2 separate regions of the Mus musculus genome follow, and region 1 is linked to region 2. A link is a contact called in public Hi-C data. All regions are on one chromosome and are shown on one strand. The core of a region is the stretch at or near the end of the contact, and the rest is flanking DNA. Distances in the headings are between cores, read along the strand shown. Region 1 overlaps Ptprn2 (protein tyrosine phosphatase, receptor type, N polypeptide 2). Region 2 overlaps Ptprn2 (protein tyrosine phosphatase, receptor type, N polypeptide 2).

Region 1 (4,146 bases), core at 1,575-4,074, 230 kb before region 2:
AACAGGGAGCCTGCTGGCTCCGACCAGTTCCACATGGATGATCTTGCATTGTGAGCACAGAGCCCGCACTTTAAATGGAATCTGATATTACATGGTAGAATGGACCTAGCAAATGGCAGGCCTGGGCCTACGGATGACAGTTAGCCCACCCCCTGGGCCTGACCAACTGACTGCCCTTGCTTCTTTCTCTAGGAGGTGAATGGAGTCACTAAAACTCCATGCCAGATCACGCCAACCCAGTGTTCCCCACTAAGGCCCAACGCTGGCTGGTACCTTAAGAGCTCACCCTGCTGTTTGCCATCTTTCTGTATGAAATGTTTGCCAAAGAGCTTTTTATAGCACCCTGCAAGCATAGCCATGAAAGAAAACATCTAGCTAAAATTGTCTGTATCATTCTGAGGGGATTTTGGTGTAACAAAAGGAAAATATTATGTTCATGAGAGCAAATACAGGATGGGCGATAAGAGAAAAAGTACGTGAGTCCTGTTGATTGCTACCCCCCGCACCAGGCATCAGCGACTGCACGTTCGCAAAGAGAAAAGATGTTTCCAAGGAGCCAGAGCAGCATTCATAGATAAGGAGAAAGAAGTTTGTAAGAAAAATGCTAAGGTTGTGTTAAGACGCTCTGCCAAACAACATCCCTAAAAGCTGTGAGCAAGCAACAGGGCCTTTGCTTTGTGCTTGGCTTTTGTCTTTGCATATTCCTGCAAGTAGCTTAGCGGGGGGGGGGGGGGGGGGGGGGGGGGCTCAGAGAGCAGCAGGGGAAGCCAGAGCCTGGGGGGTGGGGGGTGGGGAGTGGCTCAAGTGACTCCAGGGCAGCTTAGCAGGCTCAAGGGTTCACAGATGAGCAAGACTGTAACTGAGTTACTCAGATCTGTGCTTCGTAGACCTATAGAATGAATCAGTCAGGAGGGACAAGGTGAAGGCAGGCGGGCAGGAGCTGGGCCTTCCCAGCATCTCTGCCTGGGGTTCTCAGGGTGCAGGTCCCCAGGAGTGATGGAGCCTGCTCCTTTAACTTTATCCCTGGCTTCCTTTCCCTCAATGGTCTGAATTCCACAAGACAACTGCTTAGTCATTATAGATATAGAAAGTCTTATTGTGGGCCAAGTATCGGGTTGGAATGTTCAAAACCCAGCCCAGGAATGCCTGAAGTCCTCTTGAGGGACAGGTTCTAGTCTAGTCCTAGGACCCATATCCTAGGCCTGCAACCCATTTTGAGTCTTAAGGAGGGTGTTAAGAGGACTTGTGAGGGGTCAGGGTGTGGCTCAGAAGCACAGGGCTTACTTAGCCTGTGTGAGGCTGGGACACACACACACACACACACACACACACACACACACACACACACACTAGTGTATTAGAACCTGTTCTTAGGTGCCACCCCTCTAAACCAAGTCTGCATACTGGTGGTATTAGAACCTGTTGTGCCAAGAAGTCTGAATCACACCTTGCAAAACCAGTAAACAGCTGCAAGGATGTGCTGACCTACAACAGGGTTTGAAGGTTCAAGGCTGCCCTCTGGCCTCCTCACACTGCATCAAGCTGCCAGGGGCAGACCCTTATCGCAGACACACTATGGGTGCTGGTTCCACCTAAAATAAAGAACGAATCTCAAAAATAAGCACACTTGCCACAGACAGCCTCAACACCACTTGACTCAGGAAAGGGACAGCAATAGGCTAATTCTCTCCAAGGCCTCCTGTGGAGAGTGCTCCCCATGTTGCTATAGCAACACCATCCCTCTCTCACCTTTGGCCATCTTATTGAGAACCATGTCAATCAGGACGTAGGTTCCACTCCTGCCGGCGCCGTCACTGTCAACAGAAGGAGAGAGAGTGAAAGGCTGCCTACCCTTGTGTGAACAGGCTCAGCAAAGCCAGCAGCCAAGTCCTTCCTCATTCTCAAGTGGGGCTGGGAGAGGAAGGGAGACAGCATGTTAGAGGGAGAGAGGGCAAAGAACACACACAGTCAGGAAGAAGGGGGGCCAGGAACGGTTCTCTCAGAATGCTGTTTCTCCTCGCCCACCCTTTACTCTGAGATGTGGCCCATTTTGTCAGGGGAAAAATATGAAGAGAAGCTTGCTGGTGCCGGAAGTAGATAGCATCTGCCTTCTACCATCCCTGATAGTATCCTGTGACTCCAAGCCAGCAGGTGGCCAGGTGGAGAAGGCTGGGTGGTAGAGCAGGGCGCTCACCCCACTCCTACCAAAACACATGGCTCGCCTTTCCAGACGCCCTCCCTTCTGAGGGAGAAGGGTACCTTTCATTCATCTCAGATTGTGTTCTTCAGAAAGCACCGTCCTCTCATGCTCCCTCCCACCACCAGCTAAAACTGGGATGTTTGCCACTGGGACCAGAGTCTTAAGAGTCACGTCTTGAAAGATCAAGTTGTGGAAATCATGTTTTGAATCGCGTCTTCACGGTTGTAAGTGGAAAGAGAAGGAAAATGCCTTTCTGGGGGGAACAGTGGCCTATAGCATCATCTTCTCTCATGAGATGTAGATCCCATGTAGATGTTACAGCAGTGTCTTGTGAGTTTTCAGCATGCTCTTCCATCACGGGGGTTTGTCTTCATACAACACCTTGCCTCTCCTAAACGGAGGATGCTTCACATGTAGACTTTTGGCAAATCAGCTGCAACTTTAAGGGGAAGCAGCTAAGGAAGACTTAGCGCTGTGGCTCCCAAGGGGTTTGGGAAGGCCCTCAGTCAGTGTTCACAGCTTCCCCCAAATGCTGTGAGCTGGCAGGAGGGATGCTTCACACTATAAGGGACGCTTAACACTGAGGGACGCTTCACACTACTTTCACTTGCACGTGGGCTTTCAGGATCCCGCGTGCTGTGACAAGGAGCTGCTGACATCCTAGAGCCTGACACGGCTCACTTCTGCAAGTGGCACAGATTCAGAATATTTTAAGAAATACGATGCAAATCTTCCAACAATCTGCAGCTTGTCTTAGAACATTTACAGGTGAAAGATGCTTTGCTTTGCTTTGTGAGACACGAAGCCATAGGCTATTTTCACTCCCTGCTCAAAGACAGAAGCATTTGGAGATTTTGCACAGATGTGCACAGGTGTACACACACACACACACACACACACACACACACACACACACACACACACACTGCTTGACCTTTAGGACCAGATCTTCCAGGCAGAAAGGCATGTTCTATGAGACAGTTCTAGAAAAACAGAGTGTAAATTCTTCACCATGAACTGTTGAGTATGGAGTCCGTAGAGACAGAGCTGATAGGCTGAATGTCCTCTGAGCTCTCACTGGTATGACTTTGGCCTTGGCCACTGTGAGCAGAGTGTTGGTGGTGGCTCTGTCTTTATAGACTGTTCCTAATGTATCTCCAGGCATTCTTCATCTTGTGACTGGGATAAAGTCACATGCCTGAACCTGTGGTCCTCAATTTTTTGTAGCATCAAGAGGGTTTAAGAAAAAATAAGGCATGTGTGTGTGTGGTCATTTGGAAGTAGAAGACAGCCCGTGGTACTATTTAGTCCATGTGCAAAGGCAAAAAGATTCACAGCTTCCTCTAGCCAAACAGAATGGCAAATTAAGTTTATATCTGTGGTTTCTCTTAAAGAAACCAGCTAGATACATTCTCCAGTCAGCCAGAGAGCTCAGCCTGCACTGTCATGGTCTCTGTTACGTTTTGAAACGGCAAAATGTAATCCATGTTGAGTTATACTTGCCTGCAATGGACAATGATCGGACAAGAGCGGCCTCGGTAGCATTTGTTCACTTTTCTGAAATAAAGAGAGATAAAAGTTATAGTGACATCATGCTGACTCTGTCATCCAAACTCCAGCAAGCCGCAGCACAGAGTCCGTAAGACACAGAGAATGGGGATTTACATATCTAGCTCAATGATCTGTTTCTCCTTTCAATGGCAACTCAGTCAACGAGCTTTAAAAACACATCTTAGACATCCAGAGTGAGTGTTTTTTCTCCCTTTACCACTGTGAGCTCTAGGCTTTGGGACACAGGTACAGGAGCCAGGCCTGTACCTTCTGGCCTCACCCTCCAGGCTTTCTCTCTTCCCTTCTCATGTAACCTTATGTATGGCTCCAGTGACTGGGCTCCTGTTGGGAAACTCTGAGTTTTGTCCTGTGTGTTCAAAAGTCTTATAGTCTAT
Region 2 (4,415 bases), core at 430-2,929:
TCCTCTCATTTCTCTGCTTGGCGAGTGGACTCCTTACATAAATGCTGCAAGTTCAAACTCTAAATCAAAAGATCAGGCTTTATGTTTTTGGCACAGAGGGCCCCGCCGCACAATGGCTCTCCCATTTGATTTGGCCCAAATATTATTTCAGGACCCAAGCTCCTCTTAGCCATCTAGAGCCACTGGACTGGACATGTTTGTTTACTTATTCATTTATTGCATGTGTGAATGTGCATGCATGGACACATGCCACGATACATATATGGAGGTTTGAGGACAGCCTGTGGGAGACAGCTGCCTATCCCACCATGTAGGACCCAGGGACTAAATTCAGATTATCAAGTTTGACAGCAACTGGCTTTATCCACTGAGCCTTCTCAATAGCCCTGGGCTGGGATTTTTGATGAAAGAGGCTTAAAGCTACAACACTTCCATCAACAGAGTATGGTAAGGTGGGATTTGGAGAAAATGAGGCTGCTTCCCCATATCACTTCCTCACACCTCGTGCTTTTTCTTTGCAACCATGGATCCCCTACACAGGGTCTCAGCCAGGGTGTGCTTTAGGAGAGCCCCAGTAGTTTGTGGGGCAGAAGCACCCCAAGAACTCTTGGGGTTTCCAATGGACATGGAAGATGGACTTATTTGAAAGCATACAGTCCCTTCCTTTGAACAAAATTCTTCCTTAAGCTCTGAGTAGCAGGAGCATCAGAGGCACAGGGATGGTTACAGGGGTTTGGATGTCTGTGAAGAACAGTTATTGAGCTTGCACAGGCAAACCTCCTTGACTCTTAGAAGAGGTCTGGAAACTTTTTGGAGAGGTTCCTGAGAACCCACATCTGGTCTCAGCCACTCCACTGAGTGGGAAGCCTCTCTCCAGCAGGAGGAGCTCAGTTCCACCAGAGTAGCTCTTGCCCCTTCCCCCACAAGCACTGCTCTTGGACTCCTCCCTGCTGTGGTCTTTAAGGCCACCATGGTGATGCTGGGCCAGATAGTCTGTTCTGTCTGCCTTCAAGGTTGGGCAGATAAGCTTCAAGGCTGTTTATGGCTAGCATCAGAACTAGAAGCAGCCCCACTCCATAATGAGGGGGACCCATGCCTGGTGGAAAACTTTCTAGGCTGGTTTCTCAGCACATTCTGAGCTTTTCTTCAGGGCTATTATAATTGTCCTCTGGAGGAAACACAGCTTCATTAATGTGACTAAAATGTGAAAAGTTTTCAAGGTGTCAGAAATTAGATTTCGAAATACATCAAAATACCACCCATCTATTCGGGATGCGTGTGTGCACCACAATCTCCTCATTTCCTGTAAATTTTGTTTTGAGATATTTCTATTTGGCTTAAAAGGTTCTAATTCTGCTATCTGTCATCACACGTGTGAATTACAAGTGCCTGGAGCAGATCTGTAAATGCTGCTAGATTTCTAGCAATCACACTCTGCTTTACATTCCAGAGTCAGGAATCAAAAGAATTCGAAATACGCTAAAAGAAAAAAAAAAAAAAAAAGAAAGAAAGAAAAGAAAGAAAAAAATTCATCAAGACCAGGCTTACTGGATGAGAGAGTTAAAATTAGGAAAAAGATATGATTAGGTTTCTAAAAATTTTCTCAGCTTGAATCCTTTCCTCCCATTTTGCTACTGTAAATGTTCTCTGCCTGTCAGAGCAGCTTCCAGCCTAGAGCTGGCAAGGGATATGCCAAGGAAACATGTGGAGAGCTGGGCTCAAGGCCACGGCAGTGATACCAGCCAACGCTAAAGGTTCAAGAGGCACCAGCTTTCAAAGTGGCTGCTGGTTGAAGCAAGGGATTATAAAATAGATATTTGGGATAAGGGGCTATCTCCAGGAAGCACCGTGGCAGCAGGCTGAGCTCTTCTGAGGGCTGCTGGCTTGAATCTCAGGAGCAAAGGTGACTAGCATGGCAGAACGGTGAGGCTGAGGTCAATGGGGAGTCTCCTCCTGCTAACTCTGTCCAGACATTTTATATCTGCTATCGAAGAAAACCTGCACAAGCTCTTCCAAGGTAGACTGACCTATGCTACAGTAGAGGATACAGAACCATGAGGTAGACTGTTTACCATGAGGTAGACTGAGGTAGAGACACTAACTACCTGTAGAGCAGCATAGAACATGGAGCCACAAGGTAAGAAGAAAGACTACTCTAAAGGCATCACTGCAGAATGGAAACAGATATTTATGGTGAACACACAGGCAACCAGAGAGAAAGCCTAGATTCCTTGGTAGAAGGAAAGTGCTGGAGGCCAGAGCCTGTAAGGTGGGGTCATAAGGAGGATGAGAACACAGCTTTCCAACCTCTCCACCCCAGAACAAGCAGCTGTGTTCTGAACAGGCCACTGCAGAGCCAATCCTCAGGCTCAGGGTAGGGTATGAGAGTGTGGGTCTTATGAAAGAAGCCAAGAAAAGCTTGGAAAATGCTTGAGAACCAGGTCTATCTTAAGCAATGGGGTTGGCCCACTGTGCATCCTGACTGCCCTGGAGCAGCCGGAGGCCACACTGCAATAAGGGATGAGGTATTCAGCAACCAAACGCATGAATCACACCGTGGCCTCCCGTGTGAAGTGGGGTCTTATGCACCTGCTGCCTGTTCCTGAGTGGCTTACACACTCAACTCACGGTGTCTACATTTTCTGAAACTGGGCCATACCAATGAGTGCTGCCTGAATGTGGGTTGCTCTCAATGGCTGGATGCCACCATTTCTCCCCAAAGAAGAAACTGAACTGGAAATAGCCCCCAGCACATAAACTTGTCCTCAGCTAGAGGCAGGCAGTAACATCTAAGTGCCCACTGTCCAGTCTCCACACCACACTGTTCTCTCTGACATGGCCACTGTCCCTCATTTAGATATAGGAGATCTGAAGCCCCAAGACATTTGGCTTCTTCCTTCCTTCCACTTCACTGGCTGTTAAAGAAACAGTAAATAATCAGAGTGTCTTCAGCTGTCACCTGCTCTGCTCATCCAGCATAGCCTCAAGAACACACAGAGAAGAGTGACATTTGTCAGGCTCTTAGAATGTCCTTTGAGAAGTTTCTATCAGTTATAGACTCTCTCACTCTGCTGTCAATAACTAAGGCGCCCCCAGGCACTCAAGCCCTCTTAAGAGCTTCCAGGAAGTCCAGGTCTCTGAGAACAGCCACCAATTAAACAGCTACTGGCTCCAGAAGCCAAAGACCTGGTTGCAGAATCAGAGCCTCTGCAAAGCAGCTTTGAGTCTCTAAGTGGTTCCGTAAGGACAAGCCAATGTATATAGCGGGGAACACTTACAAACAAGCACTCCTTAATACTTAATTAACTTTAATGGCAAGTGCTGTGAAATCTGAATTTCAGACACAAGAGCATAGATTGGCTTTGGTCCACGCTGACTTGTGAGTGGCTACATGCAGCTCCCAGGAGGAACCTCAGTCACTGTTACATGTGCACTTCATTACACTGTCAGTTGGCCAAGAGAGCAGCCACCAGCAGGCACAGAGAAGACATAGTGTCTGGTTGCAGCGAGGCAATGGCTGGACACCAAAGAGTCTGACAGCATCAAGTCACTTCAAGGACAGATTCATAGCTCTGCACCTTTGTTTAAACACACATGTCTAAGTAACAAAGACACCAAATTCCCAAGGAAAGAGTGATTTCCAGGAACTAACTCATTTTCAATAATTTAAGTCCTATACATCATCATCTTTCCTGGAGTTTCCTGTTTGGTTTGTGATAGATTTTTCTTGGGGAGATACAAAACTATGATTTCAAAGGCATAACATAAGTAGTCACATTTGCCTACACCATTAGTCAGCATCTATAAACACTGGGAGGACCGATCTCCTACCAGCTGAGCCAACAAGACGCTACGTGGATTAGCCACACAATGAGCCAAACCTATGCTCTTGAATTTCACCAGCCAGCCAGCACTGAGACACCTGGTGGGCGTGAGGGCATCCATCTCTTATAAGGATACTCCTCAACCTACTCACCGGCCTGATTCCACTTTGAAGGATTGTCAGTCCAGTTGCCTTCTCCAGCTGGTCTTTGTTGTCAGCTGTGAGAAGAAAAAGAAAAATCAAAAGAACGTCAGCATAGAGAAGGGTGGGATATCGGAGAGTGTTCTCTACTGATGAATTCTCTCAAACAACTGTTTGAGCCGTCTGACTTCATGGAGATGCTATGTTGAGCAACAGGGGGGACATGGACATGGAGAACCCCATGTCCCACTCAGTATCTGGTCTGCCTCAGCAAAGCACCTCTCTATACTTTCTACGCCATCTTAGAAGGCATGCCATGCTAGGCAATCTCTGGTCCTTGAGGATTTGATGGGAAATTGTATGTAAACACACTCTGCAAACTTGAAGTTCTTATTTTAAAATGGTGTAATGTTACATGTATGTCTATGCATATACCCATTGGGAAATAATG

What was found. A called contact is a pair of places that touch in the nucleus more often than the background predicts.
Region 1: a Hi-C map of cerebral cortex shows a contact between it and region 2, with 1.8 times the contacts expected there. The contact joins two enhancer-like sites. A contact is called at or near these places in 6 of 39 promoter capture datasets (cranial neural crest, embryonic stem cells, epiblast stem cells and 3 more), 1 of 484 Hi-C or Micro-C datasets (cerebral cortex), 5 of 115 datasets of contacts at active chromatin or transcription factors (all in embryonic stem cells) and 1 of 9 other capture datasets (embryonic stem cells).

The regions. Positions count from the first base shown.
Region 1 is chr12:117,253,214-117,257,359 of GRCm38.p6, reverse strand. Ptprn2 (protein tyrosine phosphatase, receptor type, N polypeptide 2) reads right to left here. Exons shown (of 23, transcript NM_011215.2): 20 at 3,704-3,757; 21 at 1,750-1,814. The region is part of intron 2 of Gm5441 (predicted gene 5441); the gene reads left to right. Among named protein-coding and RNA genes, the nearest start is that of Mir153, 4.5 kb to the right of the region's middle. Within about 2 kb of position 2,824, at least 10 of the 459 cell types and tissues checked have an H3K27ac peak or open chromatin away from gene starts, as enhancers often do. A contact at or near this core is called in cerebral cortex, where this site is marked.
Region 2 is chr12:117,022,430-117,026,844 of GRCm38.p6, reverse strand. Ptprn2 (protein tyrosine phosphatase, receptor type, N polypeptide 2) reads right to left here. Exons shown (of 23, transcript NM_011215.2): 12 at 3,977-4,041. Among named protein-coding and RNA genes, the nearest start is that of Gm10421, 130 kb to the left of the region's middle. Within about 2 kb of position 1,679, at least 13 of the 459 cell types and tissues checked have an H3K27ac peak or open chromatin away from gene starts, as enhancers often do. A contact at or near this core is called in cerebral cortex, where this site is marked.